Regions from separate parts of the Gossypium hirsutum genome. Here region 2 is linked to region 1. Evidence: chromatin contacts called from public Hi-C data. All regions are on one chromosome and are shown on one strand. The core of a region is the stretch at or near the end of the contact, and the rest is flanking DNA. Distances in the headings are between cores, read along the strand shown.

Region 1 (2,700 bases), core at 76-2,575:
TCGCTCTGGAACTACTTAATAGACTTGACAAACTGTGTCTTAATTAATTGTTGAAACTGAGTAAAGCATTCTAGTGCTTGAGCTTTTTGACGTAAAAGATAAACCCAAGTAAACTGAGTACACATATCAATAAACGAAACATAATATCTCTTATCACCACATGCAACAGGTGCAGGACCCTAAAGATCAGACACAACCAACTCAAAAGGACTATAGCTAGTAGTTGAAGGGGAGAAAGGCAACTTATGTGACCTGCCTTTTTGACATGCAGTACATATACCATCAAAACTATTTTTACTTGAAACAACATTACATTTATTTAGAATAGTTTTGACCACAGAAGTCGACGGGTGGCCTAAACGATTATGCCATAAAGCAAACACAGAACTATTTGAAACTGTATGTGAAACCTGCGAATGAGCAACAAATGGAGCAGTCGTAGGCGGAGTAGAAACCACTGGCACAGAAAATTGATATAAGCCATCATGAATGCTGCCCGTCAGTAATATCTCCCGAGTCACCATATCCTTAATAACACAATAGGTAGGGTGAAACTCAAAATACACACCATTATCACGAGCAAGCTGTGAGACGGATAAGAGGTTTTTCTGTATACTTGGCACACATAAAACATTTGATAATCGTAACGATTTATACTGAGTAGGTAAAATAGCAGTACCAATTGACGAAATTACCGCAAGAGTACCATTGCCCATTAAAAGAGATGACTTACCTGAATATGGCGTGACATCACGTAACGTTGACACATCGCGACAGATATGGTGACTCACTCCCGAGTTAGGATACCAAGATGTGGTGCCACTGCGCACTGGAATGTACGGATCATCAGTACCAGTACTAGATTCAAGTTGAGAAGTATTGATATAAGAGTCGGATACTGAAGGATCAGAGTAATCAGACGCATGTAAGTCCCCTAGCCGAGGAAGCCCAATACATGGATCAGACCCAGTATAGACCTGAGCACGCAGTTTGGTAAATCACAGAACCGGACCGCCAATACCTAGTCCATCACCAATCGATTCAGGTGAGCCAGGATCAGCTTGATCAACTTGAACAAAATTAGAGGATGGTACAATATTCGGCCCAGCATTAAATTGAACATTCGGCCCATGAGAGGAATGTTGAAAATTCGGCCCATATGATACACCCTGTCCATTTGGAGCCTTAAGCTCATGTGACGTGTTTCCACTACAACCTTGCCACTGTCCATTTCCAGTAGTAAAACCATGCGACGTGTCTCTATTATACCCTTGCCCATCATCATGATCGAATTTGCACAAATTGGGCTTGTAGGCATCAGAACAAATTCGGCCAGAATCATGCTGTGCATGAGACACATGTGGCCCACGTGCCAATGGCCTATTTTGCATGCCAGCACACACATTTTGACTACCATATCTATTTTGACCAGCATGACTCCCTTGACCATAAAGAACTTTTTGACTTTTTTGATGAGAAGCCACCGCCTGGTTTTCACCATGTTGCACAAAAACTCCAGAGTCAGAACCTTCAACACCGGACGATTTAGTCGAGTCTCGGTGATACCGATAATAGCATTTCTGACCCAAATGACCGAATCGACTACAGATCTGGCACTGAACACGAGATCTGAAGAATCTACCACGACCACGAACAGACGCACGGCCTCCACAATCGGCCTCTTCCACCGACGGCTCATTTTCAACAAGATTCGTGTTCGAACTTACCTCCTGCAACATCCGATCTTGACGACTCTCACAACCTACTAACACATCCACCAAGCGTTGTAACAGTAAAACTCCAATCGACAACCGAGCAGAGGAGATAATCGCCTCAAAGTCTGACGGCAATCCCGCAAGCACCACTTCAATCTTCTCTTCATCGGAGATACGAGAGCCAGTGGCATCTAACATAGCACACAAATCTTTAATCCTAGCAACATAAGCCTTAATAGAAAGATTACCTTTCTTCAACGAGTGAAGCTCATGCCGAATCCTCGACTGCTTGGCACCCGTATCAGCTGCAAAAAGATTAATGGCCATACTCCATATGTCGCACGCCGTGCAAGCATCATCAAAGAAGGATTGATGAGAGGCAATTACCGTAGACAAAAGCCATGACATTAGCAGCCGATCTTGTTGCGTGAACACCTGAGCCGCCGGATTTGGAGCACGAGATCCATCGGGTAGAAGAATGAATCGTGATGGCGAAGCAATAGTGCCATCTAAGAAACATGTAAGTCCATAGCCATCAACGATGAGTTTTACCTGTTTACGCCATTGAAGGTAAGTACCTTCATCGAGTTTGACCACTTCATGTCGAGGAAGAACAGTTGTGACTCGATCGGCAGCAAACACACCAGAGCTAGGTTCGCCAGATGCAGAATCAGCGGAAGCCATGAGAAGCAATGGCCAGAATCAATTGGCGAATGATACCATGAAAGAACTAGATAAAAAAGAAAGAAATATTTATCCAAACAGAGAGTGAAAATAGAGAGATAATAGAATAAACTTCTTGTTTGTTTATTCAAAAATTGCTTACTTCCAAATTCTCAATGTACAGTATTTATAGACTTTAGTGACTACTCTAATTGAGCAACAACCTTACCAGACTCATCAACTAACTAACAACTTCCTATACTCTAATATATATGAATGCGGAAAGAATCATTATTTATATTTATATTATTAAAATATTTAT
Region 2 (2,700 bases), core at 88-2,587, 82 kb before region 1:
TAGTGTTTCTGGGGAACGGGGCTACCTGGTAACGCCACATTCATTGGAGCCTCCCCCTCCCCCTTATTCATGCATGCAACCTAGAAAATAGTAAAATAAAAGAAGGAAAACCAAGGGTTTACCTTCGATTAGATGAAAAGGCCATGCCGTTTTTTTTATTTTCTTTTTAGGGTTTTTCTCTTTTTTAAACTTTGACTGACATTGATCTTTTATATTGTTCTTTTAATCTGTATTATTTTAATCATGTTTTTGATTCATTTGTAAACTTGTGTTTTGACCCTAAAAATCATTTCAAAACGTGTTGTTTTCATTTTGAATCACTTTTACTGCAAGTATTATTTGCTGTACTGTTGATTCTGATTGGCTGAGAGAGGTTTGCCATTCCTCACAGCACAAAATTTTTAGGGTTCTAGACTCTAACTGCAATCTTGAAATAGAAATGGACTTTTGGGAATTTCCAAAAATGGACTCAAAACAGATTTAATCATATTAAAATTGAAACAAATCTGGGTTTGAATTTAATTTGAAAATAAATTTGGGTTTTAAAAGATTGTTTTAAACCAAATTAGACTGGGCTTTGAGAAACAAATTAATTTGGACTTTGAGAAGAAAAATAGACTGTGCTTTTGAAAATTATTTAAATTGGCATTTTCCCAAAATTATGCCTAATAAAGTATTTTGAAAATCAGAAATGATTTTATTAATTATATTTTTTAACATTACAAATTTTAACAAAAAAAATGCTATTATTTTTTTTCAAAAAAAGCCAACATAAGTAGATATTCAAATATTCACCTACTTCATGCCAAAATTTCAAAACTTAAATTAAATTAAACTAAAAAGAATTTAAAATTGATTTCAGTTTAATTGAAACCATACATAAACATTCTATCTTAATTTAGCTTTTAATCTAATTCCAAATTTAACATTAAATTGATAACAGTTTAATTTAAAATTGAAATAATCACCCTATAGTTCCTCAACCATTTTAAAATTCAAATCCAGATAATGAGGTCGGGTCGGGGCAAAATTTGATATCTACAGAACTCGAATGGAAATGGATTGATGGTGATGCTTTTCCACTCTCCGCTGTCGATGGCTATTCGACTTCGGTAGGAGGAGTCTCTAGTGGAAGCTTTTAATGATAATTTTTCGGAAGTGGAGACTTGTAGTAAAGAGGCAGGGGAATGTTAGTACAATGGTTGGATATTGGTTTTGACGATATAGCAGGTTCTAATCCTTTAATTCGCAAAGGGGATACTTTGATAATGTTAATGGGGCATTGAAAAATTGAATTTGGGGTTGGATTGGTATGGGATGGGGCCATGGGCTTTCATGATGGAGGGGTTCGTGATTCTGTTTCTTTACAAGCATTGGATGATATAAGGAATACGGGTTTGGCTTTGGATGGCCAAATGAAAAATGGGAAGGCTCATTTTGGTGTAGTTGATTCTAGTCTTAGATGAAACCTTTTTCAGTTGCTAATGGGGTTAGTGATAATCATGTGATTGTGGAGAATCATAGAATTAAAACAAGAAAATTTAAATCCCTTTTTGAAATAGAAGAAAGGAGGAATGCTGAACTTGATATTAGATAATAAAAAAAAAAACAAAAAGGGAAGGAGATAGAAGATAAATTTCCAAAGCCTAATTCTTCTAGGGAAGATTGCAAACGGCTCGCTCTCTAACTCAGTTTTCCATAACTGCAAAAAGATTTTGTGGAGAGAAACTTCTGAGGGAGTTTGGGAAAAAAATGGGTTTGAGGGTAGGGATGGATCCATATAATTTTATTTTAAGGGGTGAAATTTTTAAATTCGAACGACTTTTTTTTTAATGTAAAATGTATCAATTAAAATTTTTTTATCAAACAAATTAATTTAATGTTTTTCAAAAGGTATGAACAATTTAATTGTAAAAAATAAAAGACACTATATAAAATTAAATATTTATTTTCAATTTACAAAAAAAAAACTAATACTTGGCATTAGTTCTAGGCATCCTAAATTGCACCATTCGTTTTTTCATAAGATTGAACTCATCAATAATAGAATCTGTTGAAAATTCTCGAGCTATCTTTTTTTAATGTATGCCACCAAGTAAGTTGAAAAAAATCATCCCCCATTCTGTTGCGAAGTCTTATATTCACAATTTTCATGGCTGAAAATGCTCGTTTAATCATTGCAGTAGACACAAGAAGAGTTAGCACAACATGAATAATTCTATCAAGAAGAGGATAAATTCTTGATTTATTTGTCTTAGCTAGCACTTGACACAACTCAGCAACTGTAGAAGCTTTCTGCAACTTTGTGCTTTGATGAGCATCAAGTTGAAAAAGTTCCAATTGACTCTTCATGTGTAGTTTTTCTTGCTCGTAAAATTGTCCAGATAAAAATCATTCATAAGCTTGCAAATATCTTCCACACAAAAAGCTTTGTAATTATCGCGTGGACCCAAAGCAAAGCTAATAACAAGTAACTCAACTACCTCATCATTAAAGCGAGAATTCATTTCTGTTAACAATGAATCGATACCAGTAATGAATATATCAAACCGATATTGATGCTCAATTGTTAGGTTATCTACCGACCTCAACCAGCTTTACAAGAAACACTTTATTTGGGGACTTCTATCTCATTATCTTTACAAAATAAGTTCACTTTCTCAAACAAAGGATCTCACCCATGTTTTCTGAGTTTCTGGA

The links. Hi-C and Micro-C count contacts between places; a contact is called where the count stands out from the background.
Region 2: a Hi-C map of leaf shows a contact between it and region 1, with 1.9 times the contacts expected there. The contact joins two enhancer-like sites. A contact is called at or near these places in 4 of 34 Hi-C or Micro-C datasets (hypocotyl, leaf and petal).

The regions. Positions count from the first base shown.
Region 1 is chrD01:51,870,441-51,873,140 of Gossypium_hirsutum_v2.1, reverse strand. No RefSeq gene overlaps it. Among protein-coding and RNA genes, the nearest start is that of LOC121214288, 21 kb to the right of the region's middle. Within about 2 kb of position 1,325, at least 7 of the 9 cell types and tissues checked have an H3K27ac peak or open chromatin away from gene starts, as enhancers often do. A contact at or near this core is called in hypocotyl and leaf, where this site is marked.
Region 2 is chrD01:51,952,563-51,955,262 of Gossypium_hirsutum_v2.1, reverse strand. No RefSeq gene overlaps it. Among protein-coding and RNA genes, the nearest start is that of LOC107921263, 8.9 kb to the left of the region's middle. Within about 2 kb of position 1,337, at least 3 of the 9 cell types and tissues checked have an H3K27ac peak or open chromatin away from gene starts, as enhancers often do. A contact at or near this core is called in hypocotyl and leaf, where this site is marked.